Regions from separate parts of the Mus musculus genome. Here region 1 is linked to region 2. The links are chromatin contacts, called in public Micro-C maps. All regions are on one chromosome and are shown on one strand. The core of a region is the stretch at or near the end of the contact, and the rest is flanking DNA. Distances in the headings are between cores, read along the strand shown.

The links. A called contact is a pair of places that touch in the nucleus more often than the background predicts.
Region 1: a contact with region 2 is called in a Micro-C map of embryonic stem cells, with 2.5 times the contacts expected there. The contact joins the promoter of Ckap2l here to the enhancer-like site in region 2. A contact is called at or near these places in 1 of 39 promoter capture datasets (macrophages), 1 of 484 Hi-C or Micro-C datasets (embryonic stem cells) and 2 of 115 datasets of contacts at active chromatin or transcription factors (effector CD8 T cells and embryonic stem cells).

What each region holds. Positions count from the first base shown.
Region 1 is chr2:129,291,966-129,299,307 of GRCm38.p6, forward strand. It overlaps Ckap2l (cytoskeleton associated protein 2-like), which reads right to left and starts at 5,247. Exons shown (of 9, transcript NM_181589.3): 1 at 5,140-5,247; 2 at 4,349-4,415. The coding sequence starts at 5,176. It overlaps Gm14023 (predicted gene 14023), which reads left to right and starts at 5,405. Exons shown (of 5, transcript NR_040371.1): 1 at 5,405-5,437; 2 at 6,799-6,872.
Region 2 is chr2:129,239,153-129,245,894 of GRCm38.p6, forward strand. No RefSeq gene overlaps it. Among named protein-coding and RNA genes, the nearest start is that of A730036I17Rik, 24 kb to the left of the region's middle. Within about 2 kb of position 4,894, at least 85 of the 459 cell types and tissues checked have an H3K27ac peak or open chromatin away from gene starts, as enhancers often do. A contact at or near this core is called in effector CD8 T cells and embryonic stem cells, where this site is marked.

The DNA.
Region 1 (7,342 bases), core at 3,997-6,496, 53 kb after region 2:
GTCACAAATAATATAAAATACCTTGGCGTGACTCTAACTAAGGAAGTGAAAGATCTGTATGATAAGAATTTCAAGTCTCTGAAGAAAGAAATTAAAGAAGATCTCAGAAGATGGAAAGATCTCCCATGCTCATGGATTGGCAGGATCAATATAGTAAAAATGGCTATCTTGCCAAAAGCAATCTACAGATTCAGTGCAATTCTCCATCAACATTCCAACTCAATTCTTCAACAAATTAGATAACACAATCTGCAAATTCATCTGGAATAACAAAAAACCTAGGATAGCAAAAACTCTTCTCAATCCTTCTCAAGGATAAAAGAACCTCTGGTGGAATCACCATGCCTGACCTAAAGCTGTACTACAGAGCAACTGTGATAAAAACTGCGTGGTACTGGTATAGCGACAGACAAGTAAACCAATGGAATAGAATTGAAGACCCAGAAATGAACCCACACACCTATGGTCACTTGATCTTTGACAAGGGAGCTAAAACCATCCAGGGGAAAAAAAGACAGCATTTTCAACAAATGGTGCTGGCACAACTGGTGGTTATCATGTAGAAGAATGCGAATTGATCCATTCCTATCTCCTTGTATAAAGGTCAAATCTAAGTGAATCAAGGAACTCCACATAAAACCAGAGACAGTGAAACTTATAGAGGAGAAAGTGGGGAAAAGCCTCGAAGATATGGGCACAGGGGAAAAATTCCTGAATAGAACAGCAATGACTTGTGCTGTAAGATCGAGAATTGACAAATGGGACCTCATAAAATTGCAAAGCTTTTGTAAGGCAAAAGACACCGTCAATAAGACAAAAAGGCCACCAACAGATTGGGAAAGGATCTTTTCCTATCCTAAATCAGATAGGGGACTAATATCCAATATATATAAAGAACTCAAGAAGGTGGACTCCAGAAAATCAAATAACCCCATTCAAAAATGGGGCTCAGAGCTAAACAAAGAATTCTCACCTGAGGAATACCGAATGGCTGAGAAGCACCTGAAAAAATGTTCAGCATCCTTAATCATCAGGGAAATGCAAATCAAAACAACCCTGAGATTCCATCTCACACCAGTCAGAATGGCTAAGATAAAAAATTCAGGTGACAGCAGATGCTGGCGAGGATGTGGAGAAAGAGGAACACTCCTCCATTGTTGGTGGGATTGCAAGCTTGTACAACTACTCTGGAAATCAGTCTGGCGTCTCCTCAGAAAATTGGACATAGTATTACCGGAGGATCCCGCAATACCTCTCCTGGGCATATATCCAGAAGATGTTCCAACTGGTAAGAAAGACACATGCTCCACTATGTTCATAGCAGCCTTATTTATAATAGCCAGAAGCTGGAAAGAACCCAGATGCCCCTCAACAGAGGAATGGATACAGAAAATGTGGTACATTTACACAATGGAGTAGTACTCAGCTATTAAAAAGAATGAATTTATGATATTCCTAGGCAAATGGATGGACCTGGAGGGCATCATCCTGAGTGAGGTAACCCAATCACAAAAGAATTCACATGATATGTACTCACTGATAAGTGGATATTAGCCCAGATACTTAGAATACCCAAGATATAAGATACAATTTGTGAAACTCATGAAACTCAAGAAGAATGATGACCAAAGTGTGGACACTTTGCCCCTTCTAAGAATTGGGAACAAAACACCCATGGAAGTAATTACAGAGACAAATTTTGGAGCTGAGACGAAAGGAGGGACCATCTAGAGACTGCCATACCTGGGGATCCATCCCATAATCAGCTTCCAAACGCTGACACCATTGTACACACTAGCAAGATTTTGCTGAAAGAACCCTGATATAGCTGTCTCTTGTGAGACTATGCAGGGACCTAGCAAACACAGAAGTGGATGCTCACAGTCAGCTATTGGATGGATCACAGGGCTCCCAATGGAGGAGCTAGAGAAAGTACCCAAGGAGCTAAAGGGATCTGCAACCCTATAGGTGGAACAACAATATGAACTAACCAGTACCCCTCGGAGCTCGTGTCTCTAGCTGCATATGTATCAGAAGATGGCCTAGTCGGCCATCAGTGGAAAGAGAGGCCCATTGGTTGTGCAAACTTTATATGCCCCAGTACAGGGGAACGCCAGGGTCAAGAAGTGGGAGTGGGTGGGTAGGGGAGTTGGGGGGGAGGGTATGGGGGACTTTTGGGATAGCATTGGAAATGTAAATGAGGAAAATACCTAATTAATACAAAACAAAACAAAAACAAACAAACAAACAACCCAAAAACCAAACCTAACCAAACCAACTCTCTAGATCATGGGTATTACACTTAGGATTTTTAACCAACATTTGATAAAGACATAGAAATAAAATATAAATATTTAATTTAAATATTTATATAATAACAGTATAAATACTTTAAATATTAAAAATTAAATATAGATATAAATGAAAAATAAAACTGCATTCATACTGAATATGTAGATTTTCTTCCTTATTCTCTAAGCCAGACTACTTCCATGGCATTTACATTGTAGTGGGAACCATAAGTAGCTTAGAGATGATTTCAAGTTTATAAAAGGATATGCATATGCTGACAGGAGCCTGATGTAGCTGCCAGAGCCTGACATATACAGAGGTGGATGCTCACAGCCAACCACTGAACTGATCATGGGGTCCTCAATGGAGGAGTTAGAGAAAGGATTGAAGGAGTTGAGGGGGTTTACAACTCCATAGGAAGAACAATAATATCAACCAACCAGAGCTCCCAGGGTCTAAACCACCAACCAGGGAGTCCACATGGAGGGTCCCATGGCTCCAGCCGTATATGTGGCATCAACGGGAGGAGAGGACCTTGGTCCCGTAAAGGCTTGATGTCCCAGTGTAGGGGAATGAGAAGGTGGGGAGCTAGGAGTGGGTGGGTGAGTGGGGGGCACACCCTCATAGAAGCAGGAGAAGGAGAGATGGGATAGGGCATTTCTGGAGGGGGGGGTGAAGAAAGGGGATAACATTTGAAATGTAAATAAATAAAATATCCAATAATAATAATAATAATAAGGATATGTATGCATAGGTTACACGTAAACACTATTGTATTTCATGGAACATCTGGGGATTCTGATACCTACGAGGACGTAATCTGAAGTTGAAGTCTAGCTAGTGAAACAAAAGGAGAGATAGAACAGAGCTCAGTTTAGAAGGATTCCATCTCCATGGACCAGATCCCAAGTCTAACAGAGACTTGGACGAGAGAAGGCGTGAGGGGGCAGGCACGTCTCTAGCTTAGTAAGTCCTGTATCTTTACGCATTAGGAGTGACGGACAGGCCTGGGGAATGTAGGTCAGTGGCAGAGTGCTTGTTGTCTAGCATGTGACAGGCCCTGAGTTCCACTCACAGGACAGGGGAGGGTAGGAAGAGGGGAAGGAAGAAGAGGAGTGAGAAGAAAAGGAGACACAGAGAGGGAGGGAGGAGAGAGACATTATGGGTATGTTGAGAAAACAATTTTGGTTCATTTAATCCAGGAAGTAGAGGTGAGAAAAACCCAAGGTAAAATGACCTGGGCTAGGAAGATCTCCGGCATCCACATTAAATCAGGCACGGTGAGTATCCCTCTAACCCTAGGCACTAGGGGACAGGGATGAGTGGATCATGGGAGAGAGAGTGCTGGCCAGCCTGCTTAACCTAAGCAGTGAGCTTCGGGTTCAGTGAGCAATCCGGTCTTATGGGAATAAGGTGGACAGCGTTAGAGCAAGACACCCAAAATCCCCCTCTGGCATACACACACCAACCGAGCTACTCAAGTGGGAGGCAAATACACCCTGCTAAGCAAGAGAGAGAAATAACAGGGCAAAGATGGTACAGTGCTGAGAAAAGCAAAGGATGTTCTGTCCACCTCAAATACATGCCCAGGGAACACCAAAGGACAAGTTGGGAGGACGCTGGCATGCCACTGTTGTGGACTGACCATAACCAACTCTCCTGTCTTCGTAAGCACACACCATAGAAATGCCCTCCAGTTTCTTGATCAAAATCTGCGCTGCTGGGAACCAACTTTCCCAGGAGAAAGAAGGAACCAGAAGAGCTTCCAGAGATGTGGGTAACAGTGTAGTGTAGAGCCTTCCTTCCTTTGGAGACTGTTAGGAAAAAAAATGCTTAAATTTCTGCCAATAGACAGCACTGCCTAGGGGTTGCTGGTTTTTTGTTTTGTTTTGTTTTTTAAGTCATGCCTGAAATCAAGGACTGAAATGCTCCTTTTGTTATTACAGGATTCACCATGATGCAAGTCAAACAGACTGGAAACAGAAGGGCTGGTCCGTTCATTGCTGTTAGCAACCGGGGCAACAAAGCCAGTGTAACTATGGGAAGGTAAACTCACTTGGCGTTGGGGTCCTTTAGCTTTCCCTTGGCTGCCAGGTACTCCTGGAGCTTCTGCCACCGTTCTTCTGTAAAACATGGACACGAGCAAACACCAAAAACATTACAGAAAACCCTTTATATCTTTAAATATGATACTTCCCTGTAGCTATTTTGGCTTTGATAAAGTCACCAGTCCTGTTATGCTTGCTTTCAATACCAACGGTATCAGCCTGGTGCCAAGCTCTTTACTAAGCTGTTTACACTAACCATCAATCCTATGAGGTATTTGGCTGTTTGAAACTCAGATGAAGTGACAGGCTTAAATTTACCCACTAATGTGCAGCAAAGCCAGGATTTGGAATCAAGACTTTTTTTTTTAACCCTTGAGTTACAAATTGTGTGCCTAGGACGGTGCGCAGAACCGCAGGCCCATAAGTGAGGACAGAGTGTGCATCTCAAAGGTGACACGGGGGAGGGGCATACTGGAGAGGTAGAAAGGGCTCCAGGTCCCTCGGAGGCCAGGGTTCACAGCATCCTTAAGCCTCAGCCCACAGTTTATCAATCAACCTCCAGACAGCGCACATTTTATCAGTGAACCTGCAGAGACTCGGACTGGGGCCGAACCTGCCACCTGACTGCTGTCAAAGTTCTGGCCATAACTAGCAATGCAGGGGTGTCCCCCTGCGGCAACGGAGCGCGCCGCTCCTCGCCGTGGCCCGGGTCCAGCGTCCTTAACCTAACTGAGCTCGGGGGAGACTGAAGCAGGCGGGGGAGGCCTGGCAGCTTCTGGAGGCTGCCGACCACACTTACCCGCGGCTGCGCTGGCAGTGGGGCCGGGCCCCACCATGGCTCTACGGCGACAGTTTCTTCCTTCAAAGGGCGCGCCTTGTTCTAGTACGAGAACCGGGCGCCCGTCTGGACGCTCCTATTGGCTTCCGCGACTTTGAAATTCGCCAATAAAAAGACGGAGAGGGCGGGATAACAGGAAATGGACATTCGGCGATTCCCACTGGGGACCTCCCCTGAGGCTCTGCGATTGGAGAGTTTCTGAGAAGGCCCGCCCTATGGCTAGGTCACTTCCGCAGCGGTGCCTCTGAGGTGGGAGCTGGTGGGTGATGCTGGCTGGCGGAGGAGTGGCTCTAATTGTAGCCAAATTTGGGTTAAGGACGGTTGTGACAGTTGAAGAAACGGGGAGAAACAAGCCGGAGCCTAAGTCTCTGTGCTATCAGTTAGGCTGGCTTTGGCTGCAAATAATAGCATGCCAAACGAAAATGGTCCGTATCAGTTATTGTTCTCATTCTTGTAGCCGAATACCGGACAGAAACAACATAACTCCGTGTAGTCCCTGAGCAGCTCGCGGGAGCTGTCAAAATGGCGCAATCTGTCAAAAGTGTCTCAAGGGAAGGGCATCCTAAGACACAGGAGCTCAGGAGCCACACAGCTCTGAGGTGGGACAGTGTCCCCTTGGAAAGGCACCCTGAGACTCGGAAACCCAGAAACCACAGAGCTCTGAGGGTCAGAAGGTATTCCTGTGGAAGGACACCCTGAGACATCAGAGCCGGGGAACCACACAGCTTTGAGAGGAAGCCTCGTCAGCTGAGGCAGTGCAGTTCCCAGGGGAGGGTATCTCCAGCTCAGCCCAGGAGCTCAGGAGCCTCTGCCCCGCTCCACTTCTTTGTTTCTTCCCTTCCTCTGTCAATTGCTTCTTGGCTTCTTCCAACGCGAAAGTCATATGAGGCAGCAAATCTCGTAAAAGATATTTATTGGAGAAGGATGTTATGGTGGGAAGAGAAAAGGGCAAGGGGTTAGAAGAGTTTTTAAAAGAATAACAAAGATTTCCTAATAGAAAATGTAAAGAACAGAATTATATAAATTTAAGAATGGAAATAAAACATGGAAACATAATAGTTTATTTAAACAGAAAAACATCTACAAGGTAAAGTTAAAATGCTAACAAAGGCCTGCTAGAAAGAAAAAAAAAATCATGAAGGAAAGAGAAGGAAAAGGTTATCACTGGCATACCTAAACATTATCAGGTGAGTGAAGGAGAATAAAAAAAAAATCACAAAAGTTTTTGCTTTTGTTTTTGTTTTTTAATATGATAAAAAGCGCTGAGATGGCTGGGGTAAGGAGCATGCAGTGCTCTGGCAGGCCACCAGAGTTGGTTCCCAGCACCCATATTACATAACACATCTGCCTGTAACTCTAGCTCCATAGGGTCTGACATCCCGACATCCACTTGTGTGACAAGACTTTCCCTGAGGAGATGTAACACATGGCTACTTACTGCAGACAGACAAAAGCTTGGATACCACCAAAGCTCAACACGTCTTATCGGGGCTATGTACAAGAATTTGGGTGAAGGGTTACTGCACATTTCAGGTGTTCAATTATTGTTTCTGTGAATTTCCAACCCCACTTTCTAAAATAGAGTCTATTACTCCTGATTCTGACTTTCTTTTTCATTAGGTCACAGGAAAGCAGCTTCTAACCTGCTGTATTGTCTCTAAAACCACTACTTGGTTTTGGTGGTACATTATATGGTGAGTTTGTATGGACATCTACATCGGCATACACATGTACTGAATATGGATTGTATCCTTTAACTGAGCCTGGAAATATTATAATTTTCAGTGCTATCTATCTGTGAATACTGGCAGCTAGCAAAAAAAAAAAAAAAGAAAGAAAAGCTATGGAACCTGAATTTTTTTTAAATGCATTTTTTGGGGAAAACAACAAAATGTAGCAAAATATAGTAAGATAAAACAGAAATCATCATATATAAGTTGGACAAGCTATGCCAACAGAAAAATGAAAGAGCTCCAAGAGTAGGCAGAAGAATCAGAGACTTACTCATTTCCATTCAGGAGTCCCATCAGAGCATAAACTGAAAGCTAGAGTGTGTGTACAGAAACCTGGGCAGACCTGTGTAGGCCCTGCGGCTGCTGCTTCAGGCTTCAGGCTCTGTGAACGCATATGGGTTTTGCTCAGTTATTTTAGAAGGCCTTGTTCT
Region 2 (6,742 bases), core at 3,644-6,143:
AGGAGTTGTCTCCACACACGTGTATCAGGCAGCCATTGTGGAGGTGTCTCACTGTACCTGACTAGGCCTTCATGGCGGCATAGATGAACTATTCCTGCTGCTGTAGACACCACAGCCCTCAGTATCTGTGTCCATCTGGCTGTTCTAGATATCTGTAAGCCAGTCTCATGTGTGAAGAGGATTTCTCTCAGTTTTGATAGATGCTGTCAAGTTGCCTTCCGGAAGGGGCTGTGCCAATTTACACTTCTACAATAGGAAGGCCCACCTCCTCATGTATCACCAGAGTGTGTTTTCTACTCGATGACTTCTCCCCAATCTCATAGGTGAAAATTGATGTCTCTGGCTTTAATTTGCAATTCTCTGAGTTTTGTTTTTTTTTTTTTTAATACAACTGAGAGCCACTTGTTCGTTTGTCTTTATTTACTGATCTTCTTTTAGAAACTGCATATTTAGAAAACTTTACATGTGACATAAGACGCAAAGTCCCCTTCCCTGCAGGTTGTAACAAGCCTTTTGTCGTTAGTTCTAGGGTGTTCCTTGACTTTCTTTATTTACTCACCCACACATAGATAAGATCTGACACCATAGTCCAGCCTGGCCTGGAACTTACTATGTGCTTAAGATGACCTCGAACTCATGACAATCCTCCTGCCTCAAACCCTGCTGGAATAACAGGTATGCACCAACAACTTTAACAATTATAAGTTACTATACTGGATGTACACACACACATACACACACATACACATCACACACTTTTCTTTTTGAGACAGGGTCTTGATATTTAGTTCATGCTGTCCTCAGACTCACAAATCTTTCTGCCTCAGCTTCCTGAATGCTGGGGTTACAGGTGTGTGCCAAGACTCCTGACTTTGCTTACAATGTATGTCATCATACTACTTAATCATGTTTTCTTTGTTCCTCGGGATCCTGAGGATGTCATATTAACCTTTGGATCAAGGGGCCTGGGCATTTGAGGTAGTCTGTCTGAACTTGTCTCTCTGCACCGAGAGTTTAATCAGGAAATCTAGCAAGATGCTCCAGTCAGTGCCTCAGTGACCGTGCCTTCTGCAAATGCACTTTTCCTTAGGGCTTATGTAGTCTGGACAGAGTGGGCAGAAGGGTTCCAAGCACTCGAGTGTCTTCTAACAATCCCCACAGCACATTATCAGTGGTGCTCTGCAGCCCCTCCAGCATCCGTGCAAAGCCTTTCTGTTTGAACCCCTGTGCTCATGCCTTGCTGACCACCGTGGGCTCCAAGTCTTACTGACTTAGTCAGTTTTCTGCCACTGTAACAAAATTCCTGAGATAAAATTCACAGAGAAGAAAGGTCTATTTTGGCTCATGGTTTGGAGGGTTCAGCCCATGGCTGGTTGGATTCATTGCTTTTGGGTTTGCTGCAAAGTGAGACATAATGGCAGGAAGTTCACAGTGGAGCAAAATTGTGCATTCCTTAGTCAAGCCAAAGAGAGGAAGAGAAAAGGGCTGGGGTACCAGTGGCCTCTTAAAGGACATGGTCTCCTTTGGTTCCTTGATTGACGGATAGGCTGGTGGTGACTAACACATGGGATCTTTGGAGATCCTGAACGCACATCAAGCTGTAGCTTACTTAGACACAAGTTTGTCTGAATTCCAAATCTGACGCCTTCTAGCCATTGCCAGCCCTTTCTGGGGATCCCACTCTCTCCTTGGAGCCTGTGTCCTCAGGCTGCTATCTCTGGCTTCCACTTCTGTGCCTTCCCATTAGTGCTGTCTCTGTACTTTGCACCCAGATGGCAAATCCCAGGCCTTTCCATTTTTGCAAAGGGAACTGCCCACACAGCGTGAAGGGCAAAGAGGCTCGGAAGACTGGGAACAGGAGTGGGATGTGTGGGGGACGGAGGAGGGGATCTCTGCATGGAATGTCGGCATCTGTAGATTGCCCTGACTTGGGGGACCACTGGCCTTGGACTTCAGCCAGCCAGACTGCCTTTGTCACCTTGCTCTCTTGTTTACCGTCTTTGCTTCTCCTTGTCAGGGTGGGACTCCTGACTCATGATCTTTCCATCTTGCCCCACTCAGGCAGGGCTTATCTGGAGGTAGCGAGTGGATCATTTGCCATTCACTACAGGGGCCGCCTCTGTTGGTGTGTGAACCCTTTGGTTTTTGCTTTGTAATTGTTGATGTTTGTTCTTGTTCCCCTACCCCCACCCCACCCCCAGTGCTTTCTGAAAACTCTGTTTTCCCAAACTCTAGGTCTGGGGGTCAGGACATGTGCCAATAAGGGATCCCTGAAGGAAGGAAGAACAGAGTGGGGAGGCCACGTGAGAGCCTGAGTCAGAGAGAAGGGACAAGGGAAGAATTTCAATGAAAAGAAAATCCAGAGGAGGGAGAACGTAATACACACAAGCCAGAAGCTAGGAGACAGATGACAAGCAAGCCCCTCCCCCACCTTCAGGCATTGCTTTTCGTGCCCCCAAAATGACTGTGGTCACCAGAGGTTTTGTTTTGATCTCTTGGGAAATATTCTACCCTTGAAAACAAGACAGACAGACAGACAGACAGACAGACAGACAGACATGGTCATAAAGCTGTGGTGGAGTCCAGACTCCTCAAGGCCTCCAGTTCATTACCCAGAACTGAAAACCAAAAGCAAAGCAAAATGAAACATGAAGGTGGCTGGTTACACACATGGCTTTACTCTTTTAAGTAACCTAGCAATGCCTTATTACTTTTAAATGGAGCTCCTTACTAATGTGTGTTCATAAACACACACATACACATACACACATGTGTTTTCTGTTTCTTTGCCCTCACAGCCTCTTACCTCAGCCTCTCAAATGTTGGGATTACAGGTGTGCACACCATCTCTGGCTTGAGGCTTTTTTTTTTTTTTTTTTTTTTTTTTTTTTGCTTTTGCGCAGAGGGACACCTGAGTAACACCCTCACTGGGGAAGGCATCCAGGGCGAGGTATTTTCTAGAAGGAAAAGAGACTCTGGTGGCCAACATCCCTGGTGTCAGATTTAGTACCAGGGTGTGACCGAGGTCTGACTGCCCATCTCTGTGGGGGTTGCATTCTTCCTGGCTGTGACTGACCCCTCTGTGAGGACATTCTGAATGCCCCCACCCCTTTCTGAGGGAAAGCTGAATTCTTTCCTCTCATTGGCTTGGCTGACCACATGACCTCTTTGGGCCGATGGGAAGAGAGCAGAGTGATGCATACCACTTCCCAATCAAACCTTAAGCACCAATGTGGTTTTCTACTTATGTCATTAACCCATGACCTTGAGGCAGGAGCTAGGGCCTGGGCTGTTTCTTCAACATGACCCTCAGGATAAGACAAAAACAAAAGTCACAGTTGATTTCACATCTTAAGTAACTGACCATGATATTTTACTTGCACTAATCCCCCCAAATTCTGGGGTTGTCTCTACAGCCTCACCTCATGAAAGCTGACAAAGATTGGGAAAGGGTGCTGGGTTAGGCTTGGTCACAAAGTCCTGCATGGATCCAGGATGACGTCACCTGCTCCACAGCAGCCTCCAGGTTTGATCCGGTTTGAGCTGGATCTAACACTAGCTGGTTAAAACAAAACTCTGACTGTTATTACAAGAATCGGGATGTGTCACAAGCACAGTGGCTCCCCTGACTTTACTAGTGGTGATGTCAGGTGTCATTTTGCAACCTGTAACAGAGTCCTAAGTAACATCTTACTTCTAAAATCCAGCATAAAGATGAGGAAATTCACTGAGTTATTTGGAAAACAAAAAACAAAAAAACAATAACCAAAAAACCCTACACGCCCCATCACAAGGAAATATTGCATACATCACTCTGTATGGTAGACATTTGAAGTCATTAAAAGTCAAGTTACTGAGCTGGGGAGATGGCCTGTTGTGCCATACAAGTGTGGGCCTGCACTTAGCACCCCAGGACCCCTATAGGGAAGGAAGCCAGGTATCGTAGTACATGTTAGTAATGCCGGTGCTCCTGTGGGGAAATGGGAGGCATGTGTATATGTCTTGAGTCACACGAGCACAGGAACTTGCACATATGCACACCTATCACATGCCCTCCCCTCACACACAAATGAAATAGCTAGCTGTGTAATGACACAGGGCAGATGTTTCCATAACCATGAGAGATAACCATGACAAGGAGCTACAGACATGTGCCAGGCTGAACTTATGTAGCAGGTTAGGGGCCATGCAAGCTCATAGTTTTCTTGTTTTTTTAAAACTTACATTATGTGAGCAAGTATTTCACCTCGGTTATCAGGTACATACATAAGTATAAAAAAGACCAGGGGATTTCTGCCAGGCATGGTGATGCACACCTATACTCCCAGCTTTTGGGAAACAGAGATAGGCAGATCTCCATGGGTCTTAGCCAGCCTGATCTACATAGGTCAACTAGGGCTATGTAGTTAGACTCTATCTCAAAACCAAACAAAACTTGAAAACAATCAATCAACAACAACGGGGGGGGGGGGGGGGGTGAGAGGTGGGGAAACCAACCAACCAACCAACCAACCACCAAACAAACAAAACAAGACAAGGAAAAACAAGCCCAACCTTCCGGTTTTCGGGCTAACCTGTTTGTCTCTGCATTTACAAAGTTTTGCAATTGTCCTGCTATGAGTGTGTAGTACTTCAGTCATCACAAACAAGCAATTGCCATTTAAAAGTCTTGAGCGGTCACTTCTAGGCCTGTGCCTCCCGGCTGGGCCACCCAGGGGCCTTAACTGGGCCTCCTGGTCTAAGAATAAGCTTGTGTGTTTAATTAGGTCACTCTCCCGCCGACCTAGAATCTCTCTCTTCTCAGGGCTTAGTGTGGGCTGCCAGAACCCGGAGGAGCCCTTGCAGGTCCTTTGAGGCTGTGACAGGCAGGCGCCACTGTGGTGCTGCCTGCCTGTAGCTTCCTGTGAATTTGAGAAACTTGTCAACTGTCCCCGGGCGGGGCTGTCACCCTCTTGCCTCTCTAGCACATCCTCTTTAAAAATTAATTTAGCCTGCTTTGTTGAAGAGAGAGTGAAGGCGGATGAAGTCAACATCAAAACCACACGGGACCGAGAATAATTCACTAATTCATAGTCCCGAGGTGGCAGGCAACTATTGTTAATTGTTCCTGCTCCCTTCCTGGTGTGTCCTGTGTCACATACATTCAGACCTTGGCATCTGAGTAGTTGGAAGAGGCGACTTCTCAGAAGTTGCTCTGCCTGGGCACCAAAAAAAAAAAAAGAAAAAAAGAAAAAAAAAAACCTCCTGGAGGAAACATTCGGTGGGGTGAGGGAGCAGCATGGCCAGGGGTTCCCGACACAGGGCCTTGTGTGTTGAAAGCAGGGATGCTTCTTATTCCGTTTCTCTAAAATCATCATTCCGTGTGCCACTGTAATAGTGTGGGACATGGTGTGTGTACACATGTGTCCATAAGGAGACTGCGCACACGCACAAGCTGTGTGTGTGTGTCTGCTGGGCACTGTGCATGTGAGTGCAGGTGCCCGAGGAAGCCAGAAGAGGGCGTTGGATTCCCCCGAAGCTGGCGTTACAGGCGGTGAGCCACCCACTACAGGTACTGAATACTGAACTCCTTCCTGCCCTGGGCTCCTCTGGAAGAGCAGTACATATTGTTAACCACTGAGCCGTCTCTCCGGCACCTCTTGTAACACTTCTGTTTGGAAGTCCTTCTTTTAGCCTCTTGGCTGCTCTCTAAGAGTCCTGGTTCTCTTTCTTGGCGGAGGCTCCAGCAAGGGAAGCTTTTCCACGGAGCTGCGTCCCTTGACCCCTTACCCCGCCCAGAGTCCCACTGCTACCAATGACATCTGAGACTTCCACTTGGCTGCTCTGCAGGGTTCGTCCCTGCTCTGGGGCTCGGCTCAGCATTTCTCCAGTTCTTCTCCTGGCTTCCTGCCTGATCCCCCAGAGCTTCCTCTGTGGGCTTCTGCTTTGACTCCACGCCTCCCCGTTAATCCCAGGCTTCTCCATCCTCAGCTCTCGGACCTCCTCTCTTCATTTCACTCCAGCCATCTTCCTGTTGCTGAGTCTAGCTGTCAAGGACGCGGATACAAGATCCCTTAGTTCAGCGGCAAGCTCTGACCGGCCGCCATCTATCTACATTAGTTGGTTTTTTTTTTTTTTTTTAATTAAAGATTTATTTATTTATTTATTTTATATATGTGAGTGCACTGTTTCTGTCTTCAGACACACTAGAAGGATCCCATTACAGATGTTTGTGAGCTGCTATGTGGTTGCTGGGAACTGAACCCAGGACCTCTGGTAGAGCAGAACTGCTGAGCCATCTCTTCAGCCCGAGGTTTTTTTTTGTTTTGTTTTGTTTTGTTTGTTTATTTGTTTTTCCTTTCTATATTCGCGTAGTGGGTGAGTATTCATCCATCCATTGACTACAGTGGCTGTTGTTCTGGGTCCCGCCAAGGGTATGATTGCATACATACAGTAAATCATATTACTCTCACACTTAGAAAACATGGGCTTCTGAGGCATGTCTGGCAGCTGTGTTTCAGATTAGGGATGACAGACCAGCAACTCCCACATCTGTCCTGACCTGAGTCTTCCCAGTTTATGAGTAGTACTACAGCTAACTCTCACCTTTCAACACTCAAAGTAGAAGAGCCGCTGAGCGAGACTGCAGGAGCCTGCCTGATGAGGCCCCTGGATGGGCAGCCAGCCAGGAACTAATTTGACTAATCAGGACGTGGAGAGTCCAGAGCAGGAAGTGTCTGGAATGCTAGAGAAGGTGAGCAGG